Linked DNA regions of Zea mays: region 1 is linked to region 2. The links are chromatin contacts, called in public Hi-C maps. All regions are on one chromosome and are shown on one strand. Each heading gives the region's core, a stretch centred on a gene start, on an enhancer-like site or on the middle of the called end of the contact. The rest is flanking DNA. Distances are from core to core; before and after follow the strand shown.

Evidence for each region. Hi-C and Micro-C count contacts between places; a contact is called where the count stands out from the background.
Region 1: a Hi-C map of bundle sheath shows a contact between it and region 2, with 3 times the contacts expected there. The contact joins the promoter of LOC100280970 here to the promoter of LOC103643414 in region 2. A contact is called at or near these places in 4 of 25 Hi-C or Micro-C datasets (bundle sheath, endosperm and leaf).

Annotation. Positions count from the first base shown.
Region 1 is chr1:233,823,588-233,829,294 of Zm-B73-REFERENCE-NAM-5.0, forward strand. LOC100280970 reads right to left here and starts at 3,128. Exons shown (of 13, transcript NM_001313794.1): 1 at 2,931-3,128; 2 at 2,769-2,830; 3 at 2,529-2,585; 4 at 2,362-2,396; 5 at 2,129-2,232; 6 at 1,928-2,003; 7 at 1,724-1,848; 8 at 1,532-1,615; 9 at 1,366-1,430; 10 at 1,187-1,269; 11 at 983-1,073; 12 at 680-873; 13 at 321-554. The coding sequence starts at 3,097. The coding sequence ends at 453.
Region 2 is chr1:233,568,861-233,574,231 of Zm-B73-REFERENCE-NAM-5.0, forward strand. LOC103643414 (ABC transporter G family member 11) reads right to left here and starts at 1,809. Exons shown (of 5, transcript XM_020546746.3): 1 at 893-1,809; 2 at 94-383. The coding sequence starts at 1,318.

The DNA.
Region 1 (5,707 bases), core at 1,878-4,377, 260 kb after region 2:
CATTAGGGTCTGTTTGATTGCACATCGATCCTCTATTCCCCTCATTTTCTTCGCAGCCGAACAAAAGAAGTATGTACTAATTATAATTTAAGCGGGTCGATGATGACTGTCAGAGATTTATCCTCACGAGAAACGGAGATTAGGAAAAAATATCCATGTAAGCGTTTGTGAGGATCCAGCACGCAATGCAGTCCGTGGTGTGGACAACCTGCCTGGGCCGGGTATGGTGGATTTATGTTCCCAACTGGGGTGGGCCGTGTTGTGAGGCCAGCACGAGGGCCCAGTGTCTCGGTTGAGTCGAGAGCACAATACGATACAAGGAACAAGAACCATTCTTGGTGATTTTGATTCCACGTGTCTGCAATTAGTAGCCTGCAGTACAAATGAATCGACGCGTGGTGACGTCGTGAGGGCCGCACGTACGCGCGCCCATGCGGCAGCGGTGGTGTAGTTCACTGGATCTGGATCCTGGGCTTGAGGACGAGCATCCTGCACGAGTGCGGCGCGACGTCGAAGCTCATCTTGTCCGTGAACGTGGCGTCCAACGTCTCGTGCTGGGACAGACAAGATAGAAGAAGGGCACCCGAGTCAGTGAAGGGCGCCCGAGCGCTCGCATGACGACCGACCGATTCGCCCATGCCGCCGCGAGGACGACGGCCGCGCGCACTACTGTACGTACCAGCCACAGGTCCCTGGCCTCGACGGGCGTGCCGGCGGGGAGGCCGATGTCGTCCCAGTGCGCGGCGATGGTGGCCTCGTCCTTGGCGTGCCGGTTCAGGAGCAGCACCGCCGTCCGGTACTCGGAGAGCGGCGCGGCCCAGATCTCGCTGCTCCCCTCCATCCGCACCTTCTTCCCCTGCACGCCGAGCGGATCTGCACGCGACGCGACGCACGCCCAACACACAACACAGGAACAACGCATCGCCTCCGGTCAGTGAAAAAACTGGACACGCGGGCGCTGAACGCAGCCGGGCGCTCTCACCTTGGTTGACGGCGATCACCTCCTTGTTGGCCAGGATGGCGTACGTCTCCCGCGACATGTGCCTGACGTCGCAGCCGATGATGAGAGGCGCCTGCGCGTTCATTGGCCGGGCGAGGACAAGTTCAGACAAAAAAAGAAACTAAAATGTTCTGTCTGTGTACCACTACCAGGATGCAGGCATCAGGTGTACGCAGTCTCACTGACCTTGGAGATCGCCCAGAGGCTGAAGTGCACGACGTACTCGCTGTTGGTCATGCCCCCGTTGCCCACCTCCAGCATGTCCGGATCTGCACACGCCAGAGCACCGGACCGGATGAGCGTTAAGGCGCGAATCCATCTGATCATGTACAGGCCGTTCAACTGATCATGTGTACAGTACAGACCGTTCCATCCGCCGGGGCGCGCGTACTCCGACCACACCTCGTTCTGGTCCGCCGTGGCGATCATGCTGGAACCGGCGGCAGGTATCGTCTCAGTGAAGCTAGCAAACGGTCTGGAGTCTGGACAGGACAGCGGCGAGGCCGCGACGCAAGGAACAAACAGACTGACCTGTCCCAGGTGTCGGCGATGTCGTTGGTGGTCCTCCAGCTGTTGCCGTAGGTCGCGCCCCACGTCGCCGGGTGCATGTCGCCCCTGGTGATGGTGGTGATCGACTCAAGTCAGCTCGCTTGCCACGAAATGACGAAACCGGGTCATGGTGATCGAGAGACGCACGCCTGTTCCGTTAGTTACCGTACGTACCATTCGCAGAGCGAGAAGTAGATCGGCCGCCCCACCTTCATCAGTGCTCTGCTCATCTCCGGGTACCTCTCCAGCGGCTTCAGGTCGCCGTTGTTGCAGTTGTCGTACTTGAGGTAATCCACCCCCTGCGCGCGTGGACAGAGACCAAATGGACAGAGTACTCGCGAGGTGGCAGATGCGACTCTTCTTTTTGTCTCAACTCACCCATGCCGCGAAGGTCTTGGCGTCCAGCTCCTCGTGTCCGAGGGACCCGGGCTGGGCCTTGGCGCAGGTCTGGAACCTGCATCCAGAGCAGTCTGTCACAGACGGAGACGGTCGTCGTAGACTATACGGCGAAAAACCAAGTGCCGCCGGGGGCAAGCAGTCAAGCACGCAAGCTAGCTATTTCTCCCTCGTCACTCTCACCCGGCGTCGGAGTAGATCCCGAGCTTGAGCCCCTTGCCGTGGACGTAGTCCGCCAGCGCCTTGATCCCGTGCGGGAACGTCTTGGTGTTGGCCACCAGGTTGCCCTGCAAAGCGGCCCACCAGGGACAGAGAGCCCGGCCGGAGCAGCATTAGGCTCTTGTCTCGCCACCAATCGTCGTTCAGCTCAGGTAAGTTGAGACTTGAAGCATTGGCTTGTGTTGTGCCGTGCGTACCTTAGCGTCACGTTGTGGCTCTGCCCAGCAATCATCTGAGACATGGGGGTCGACAAGAACACGTTTGGTAATCCAGTTCAGTTCATAAGGATCCTTTTTTTTTATCGCCAGAAAAAAAAAAGGGTTTCAAGAATCAGCTCAAGAACCCCGGAGACTAGCTAGCGCACCGATGTTGACGTATCTGTAGCCGAGAGCGGCGAGTCCGGTCGACACGAGCGCGTCCGCTGGAGGACGAGCACCAACGCATGCACGGGCGGCACAGCACGGACGGACACAGTTGAAGAAAGAAAAGGAACAGGAGAGAAAGAGATGTAAACCAGTCAGCTGCTCTATTCAGCTCAGCAAGCGATCAAGCTGTTACTGCTACTACGACGACAAAAAAAACTGAAGAGACAGAGAGGAAGCACCGGTCTCCCTGATGACCACCTCGCCGTTGCCGTCGCACTGGAAATGGTTCCAGCTGTTCCACCTGCGGCCCGAAAGAAAGAGATCAGAGACGAGACCAGACTCCAGAGCTCCCGCCCGCGCAGCCACACAGTTGACGACAAGGAACCCAGAACCAACGTTACCCCATGGGAGGGGCCGAGCCGAGGCCATTGGCCAGCATGCTCCGCCGGTGCGCCTCCTCCACGTGCACCACCTTGCCCCCCGCCACGGCGCCGCCCGCCACCGCCGCCACCACCACCACCAGTAGCAGCGCTAGCCTCGCCGCCGACGAGCCACGACCACCCGCCATTGCCCCGCTCCTCTCTGAACCAAAACCCTCCTATCACTCGCGCCTTAGCTTCTACTTTGTCTCTCTCTTGCCTTCGTGGATCGGATCAACGCTTTATATATAGCCTCCCGACGGATGACTGTGCTCGCTGGCTGGACTTTGTTGCCGGTGCGCACTTTTTTTCCAGCGCAGATGCGGACGGGTGTGTCGCGTTCCTCCTGTCGGGGATGGCGCCGGAGCACAGAAGCGCCCAGACTGCCTCGTTAGGTGTCTGGGCGCAAGAGGGTACACGTGTTCACTTGGGTCCTCTTTAAAAAAAACGTAGCTGGATTTATATTCGCTTTTGAATTGATAAAAGTGGAATATAAACTAAACTAGTTTAATATCCGGTACCTAACTATATTTTAAGATATTGATTGGGTGGCTAAGCGACATAGAGTCTTAATAGACCATTCACATAAAAATACTCATAATAAATGAATTTAATATGAACATATTGTTCATATACCCGATATTGAAATGATAAAAGAAATATTACACTTGATCTTAGCCAAAAGACTAAAAAAATTAGTTGAAAAGGAGCCCCATGCTCGAATTAAATTATAGTCAATGTTTTGGCTTAGGACTTGGGAGCAAGAAGATGGTGTAGATCTGATGCCCTAACCAAAATCATTATTGAGATTTCATAGGTAACACATGCAAATTCATTTATGGTAAATGGCTTAACAATTTTCTCCAAGTTTAGCAAGTACGCCAATAAGATCATTCCTGAAATACCAAATACAACAAGTTTATCCTCTAATGCTTAACATGCTTACTGAAATACACATACTTGCTCTTGCCTTTAGAGTATCACATCAAACAATAAAAATATAACTACCTCTGCATGGATCAGAAACATACGTCAAACCCAAGTAGCTCAGTGGCCCACTTGGCAATTCAGGGCTTCATCACGTCCAACTTGACCTTTGACCTTGACGTATCCACCTACCAAGAACAAACTCGTTGGATCAGAGAAAGCCCTTGCGGAAAACATCTATATATCCCTAAAAGTATTGTGCACTCATTACAGTCGAATTGAGAAACAAAGGGTATGAGTGAAAGAACGAACTGGCGAGATGGTCAAGCTCGGACGCGAACTTCTGCGTCTTGAGCAGCTTGGCTTGCTTATTTGAGAAGCTTGTGGCCTGGTCAGTGGACGTCCCCCGCGAAAACACGACAATTAGAGCGGTCTCTACCAATAATAGATCCGACGAGAATAACTTTGACCAGACGAAACACACGCTAGGTAGATCTACCGTTGATGCCATGTCGCCCATGGGATGGGAGGAGCGAAATGGAGCTCGTGTCGGAGCGAAATACAAGTGAGCTAGGAGACGGGCTCCCGGTCCCTTTTGGCGACAAATAGGTTCAGAGTTAGTTGGACTCGATGCAACTTTGATCACCTAGTGAGCATCCTTATTCGGAGGCGAGCTTCCTAACCCTCTTCATTGTGGCAGTGCAACGGCGGAAGAAGCAGCCGGAAGTTGTTGCGAAATGGACGAGGTTTCTTGCTAGAGCGACAGTTGCGAGAATGTTGTTGTGCGAATAAATAGGATAGAGATGAGATATGATCTGGTACAACGGGTTGATTTTGAAGAAATACATGGGATTCCTTGTAAAATGATGATGCAGGGCGACAATTAAAACTGTTGCTTTAATATAGTAGAAATAAAGATAGAGACAGAGACAGAGACACAGAAGACTTCGACCCAATTTACGATTTATCTTAAGTCTTAACACACGAGGCCTTAACCAGTTATGGGCCCACCGGCGTTGACGCCACGCGATCGGGCAAGCACTGTCAGCCGGAGCCGCCAAGGTTGGCCCACCAGAGAAGAGAAGAAGGCCCGGTCCCCGGTGCGACCGTGCGAGTGCGAGGGAGAGGGACGAATCCAATCGATCGACGGGATGATTCGAGGTTGGCCAATCCGATCACGTTATTGACTTTATGGGTATCCGGAGGACGTGACACGACGTAGACATATAACAGAGTCAGACTGAGCTTACCGTACCACACACTCTTCTGATAGGATCATAGACAATGTGATGCTTGAAATAGACGGTATAATAGATGTCTAGTACTCTAGTACTAGTGCGCATTACGAACAAGTGAAACGTTTTTTATTTTATTTAAATGTATACAAATATTATTGATATATTCATGGTATATTGTACTGTATATGTTATTAGATAATATGTTTTTACAATATACTAATTTAGAGAAAAAACAATACTATTTTTTATAGCACATCTACTTATATTTTTAAAAAGTTGATTTACATAAAACCCTAAGAGCATCTCCAAGAAACTCTTCATTTTTTGCTCTCTATTTGACTATCTATTTACGTTTTTATAAAGATTACACTTTATATCTGCATCTCAGTCCAACAGATTATCTATCTAGTTTGGCTAGTCAGGTGGCTAGCCAAATTTAGCTAGTGAGAGAGCCAATTTAGAGAGCCAGATAGATTGCGAGTCAGATAGCTAGTCTGTTGAAGATTTATTTTGCTATTGAGTAGCCAAAATTTGGCTTGACGACTTATTTAACTAGTCTCTTGGAGATGCTCTAAGTGCCACTCTTTTTAAGAC
Region 2 (5,371 bases), core at 559-3,058:
ACGATTTTGTGTGTTTTTTTTGTTGTTGCATCGATCAGTCGTCAGATGATTGATAGGCCGGCCTGAAGCAAGCGCCCGCGCGCGTACATATACCTGTCGAGGCCGCTGGTGGGCTCGTCCAGGAAGAGCAGCCGGGGCCTCATGAGGATCTCCAGGGCGATGCTGACCCGCCTCTTCTCGCCGCCGCTGATCCCCCTCAGGTGCCAGTTGCCCACCACCGTGTCGGCGCAGTCCTGGAGCCCCATCTCGGCGATGGTGCCCTCCACCAGGGCCTGCTTCTCCTCCCTCGGCATGCTGTCGGGGAGCCGGAGACGCGCCGAGTACGAGATCGTCTCCCTCACCGTCAGCGTGCCGATCAGGTTGTCGTCTTGCGTCACGTAGGCCTGAATTTTTTTTGCAGATTGACAGTATTTTTCAGTAGCAAGAGGTGTGAGAGAGACGTTAGCAGATCATGATGGTTTGTTTGGTGAGCCCAGGAAAAAACAGAACCGGTACGGTGTCTCCTCACCACCCTCAGCCACAGTAGTGGGTGTGGGTGTTTAAACTCCAGTCACCAAACACACACCTGACAACAGAACGATCCATCAGGAGAACAGACGGGCGACAGCTAGCGAAGGCAGCATGTCGCCCAAATTTTGACCGGAGATGGCTACTGCTGCTGATCCAACAACCACAGATGCAAGGGCTGGCTTGATGCATGGCATCTTGTGCTGCGATCGCGAAGCCGCTGCCGAAAGGCAGCAAGGTTACAGAACCTGGCATGCATGGCATATGTGACGAGTCCTCTCCTCAGTGACCAAGATCGGCGATGCCGGAAGATCCAAGGAGAACTCAAGGTCACGTACGTACCGACGGCGAACCGGTGACACGAGGACGACGACGACGTGCGTACCGCGGCGCCGAAGGAGAGGTTGGCCTTGCGGCCGTTGAGGAGGACGGTCCCGTCGAGGAAGGCGTTGGCGGCGAGGCGTCCGGCGAGCGCGTCGAGCAGCGTGGACTTGCCGGAGCCGGACGGGCCCATGAGCGCGGTGATGGTGCCGGGCTCGGCGTGGCCCGTGAGGCCCTGCAGCACGGCCTGCGTGTCGCCGGTGCCGAGCGCCACGGTCACGGTGAGGTCCCGCCACGCCAGCCGCGCCGACACGTCCCCGAGGAGGACCCCGCCCGCCGCCGCCCTGTCGCGCCACAGCGTCTCGCTCAGCGGGCTCAGCACGGGCGCCGCCGCCGCGGCAGCAGCAGCGTTCCCCAACGAGTCCTCCAGCTCCGCCGCCACCGCGGCCGCGGCCTCCCTCCCCATCACGGCCACTGCCCCCTTCCTCATGCACGCCTCGTTAGTCTCCTCCGCTTTCTCTGTCTGTGTGTGTCTCACTCCCTCTCTCTCTTCTCGTCCTGGCAGCTTCACGCGAGAAGAGTGGCTGGCTTGTCGGGCCGGGCGTGTCCGTGCTGCAGAGTATACTCCTGTGTGCGCTTGGCCGCTTGCTCAGTTGCTGCTGCAGTGAGTGGCGAGTTTTATGAGCGGGAAGCAGTGGTGGATGCGAAGGCTGAAGGGAGTAAATGGAGCACCCAGAGCGGAAGTTATGACGGCGCAGAGGGGTTTGACCTGGGGTCAAGCGGTGGCGCAGGAAGCAGGGCGTAGCATGCGATGCGCATGCGGGTCGTGTTTGGCTTCGGCGTGCGCTGGGAGGACATGAGATTGAGATGGGTTCAAAACTGCATCTGCATGCGTCGCACGCAGCAAGATCGTGTGTAGGAGAGGATTACGTACGTACGTACGTCTGGTCTGGGTCGGCTGCATGCGATGCACGGACGGGCTGACGTGAGTGTGAGTTGCCGGTAGCCGTCCGTACGTCCTGTACGCATCATGGTGTGTCACGTACGTCCTGTATATATACTAGTACACTAATAAATAGTATTTGTATGTTGGCACATAAAGCTGGTAGATAAAGATGCAGAGAAGACGTTGGTAATCTCCAAGAGCTTACCTATATTTCCTATTTTAAACTCCATCTTATAACCAAGAGATACCCGAGAACAGTCTGATCATGGGAGACCCAGCGAGCATACTCCGAGTTTGGTTGAACGGAGGTGGTTTCACTGGTGTTGACGACGATGGTCTGAGCCGGCATTGCTTCGGCTCCGGTAAGAAGTCCCTCCATCTGCACCGCTCGGATCGGCGAGATGGCGACAGGACTTGGGCTTTCCACAACATGTAATTTGTTTTGTTGAGTTTCTCTGTAATCGGGATTTGGAAGGAAGAGGGGATGGTGGCAGTATTGGAGTCGAACGCCATGGCTAGATGAAAGAATTTCAGTGGTGGGCTCTGGTACCATGAAAGCTGGAATTGGTTTAAGCGTTTTCACCACACTTAGGTGGCCATAGGTTGCATGCATGTTAATATAGGCACCAATGGCTAGATGCAACAACACGTACAAGAAGCAATCAAATCAATCTGAGTTTATCCTTTCTATCTATAGGAGATTAATTATCCTTTCTATCTAAAGAAGATTGATTCGGTTGAAGATTACAGGAAGCTTCTAGAGAAAGAATCTCTAACAGTGTCAGTGTCGGAGGCACGATAAGGCCAACATGTCGGGTTGTCTGTCGGTCCGTCGCAATGAAATATCTTAAACATTAGAGAAAAAGATAATGCATTCAAATTTACAATGTATAACAAAAAACCCACAATGTTACATACTACATCACTAGTTCACTTGTTCATATCATAAAAAAATCACAAATCCATAACTCGAAAATTGCCATTGACAACGACAACAACCATTTCAGAACTAGACCACAAGTCAAAACTCACAAGATCACATGAAAGGCGAAAGGAAATCTCAAAATATAACTACAGCCTTAGTGCAATGTCACCTTGTTAAAAGCATTTCTAGATAAAAAATCATACTTCGTGAGAAACCTCTAGGAAGGAAAAGAGTACGACAAGTTCCTTCATGTTCAAACAATGCATAAGTATGTATTTGTCCAGTTCACTTTACTAACAAACAACATATAGGTAAACACAATAAAGGAGACCAACACCACCAATTAGCTCTTCCACTAGGCTAAGCTCCTTGGTTCTACAGTCCCTTGCCCTTCTTGACCTCATAATCCAGATACATGTGTAAAAACAGCTTCCAACTTATTGGTCTCCTTCTCCACATTATGATAAGCAGTCTCAGGTGATCCATTTCATTAGGCATCTAGTAAGGAAAAATAGAAGCACCTACAGGAACAATCCAGCAACAAACTCAGAGGGAGGGGGGCTATATATGTTAGTGTCTCGGGAAGGATATACCCCTAGAAGTAACTAAGACATATTCCGAGTATTTTAGTACAAGAGGCTATTGTGAGGCCCACTATGCTGGAACGACAACACCTAGGGTACCATGCCATAAGACTACATTCAATGGTCCCCGCCAACCTTCCCCTCCCCTTGTTGTGGCGGATACAGATCCACGCGAGCGCGTTCATTGGTCACCCCTACAACTGCTACAGTACAAGCGATGAGCACAGTACAACGCTAGAAAAAGGGTAGCGTTGTGCTGCCCCTTGCCTCGATTTCGGTGCACACATGTATTTGATAGTTGAGAAAAAATGGTAATGAATGATGAATGGGTAGGGGAAATTATATTTTATGGTGTAGTGGTGTTTTGGGGGAACCTTTATAGAGGGTGGAGATATAAGGGAAGAGAGATTGCTGGCGTGGGGGATAGTGGGATATTTGGGGAGAAATATAGAGGGAACCGTTGAACACAATCTAAGGAACTCCCTTGGCACCAGTCGGAAGAGGAGCTTGATGTAATTAGATTTGACGGGGGGCACCATGAACGGAAGAGGAACACAAAGACTTATAAAGTTATAGAGTGACCCAAGATTCAGTAGACCCTAGGGTGATCTAAGGACCTAGGGCACATAATGGCCCGAGAAAGCTCGAAGAAGGAATCATATAAGTCCTCGAAAGCCTTGAGCTATAGGGAAATACTTAGCAATAATTTAAAGCTCCTAGGACCCCTCGTGGTCCAGAACACTAATGAGAACAAGCCCTCAAGGCCCCTCATGCCCTAGGGTGATCATGAGAATAAGCCTAAAGTCTCTAAAGCACCTCCCACCCGAGGGCATTATGAAGTATAAATGTTTGTGGTAGTCCAGGCCCCAAAATACATAGCAACACTTAGACAATGGGAACCTTTTGTTGACCTCTAGGTCCTTAAGCACCCTGGCCTCATCTCGCGAAGACGGTTGGGCCTAGAGCCTTTTAGGGGTCCGATGCACCCTGGGGACAGGGTACTCATGCGCCTAAGTGTAATTCTATTATAAGATAGAAGAATGTGTTAAGACTAATCAGGAACAGTATGACTATAGGGATTAGACCCCAAAGATGTGAGGATAAGTCCATAACCATAGCTTAACAGATAAGTCTTAAGTACACCATATTAAATATGTGATGGGCGCTGCAGCAGCCATCACTCGGAGGATCGAGCAACTGAATCAGGACTGCTGCTGTTCTTCCCGCCGTTTTCTCAGCCCATCCTTTAATTTCCTGTTGAGATCGGAGCGGTCGGGGCTGCTGCCCTGCCCTCTCTCATGGTCATGGGCGGGGGCGCGGAGCGGCTGGTCGACGATGCATGCATGGGCTCATCCATGGCAGGTTCGGAGAACCAAGAACTGCTTTCATGGCGCGTGGCGGGATATATAGCGTTTGTGCTGCGACAGTTGTGATCGCATTGCAGGTTTCGAAAAAAAAAACATATTGCATAGCGTACATACTGCATTGCCTACCTCGATTAAGAGCACAGAGCCATAACATCGATGAAGGACAGAGGCGTGTTAATCCAGTGCCGGTTGCACACGGGCTGCTGCCATGCCATCGTCCCTAGCTACCGCATTTACCACTGCACGGCGACTTTACTCGTAGTCGTTTGCACATCAGACCAGATCCCTGCAGCCAGATCTTTTACTCCGATTCGCGCATGCATGTAGCCTCCGGTATCCATGGATCTGATGAATGTCGCAGTCGCGCGCGGTAGCTGCATGCGCAGTGAAGCCGTTGGAGACTTGGAGTGCTGCTGCTGGTCTGGGGGTCTGCGCGCGGTAGCTGCATGCGACGGGGTGCAGCAAGCAATCTAGCAGAGCGTGGCGTCGCGCGACTCATCGGACGGCAGCAGCCGGGCCATGTAGGAAAAAAAAAAACACAGGCGCTGGCTGAGCCCGTCAGCCAAAAAAGAAAGAAAAAAACTTCAGAGCCTGTTTCAGATTCTGGAGATTACAATTAGCAGAGACGACACAGTTGACCATAAAACGGTCCAGATCAGGAAGCAGTAAGCGGCATCAGGTTGGCGTGACAGCCATTGTAACGTACTCCAAAGGGCAATAG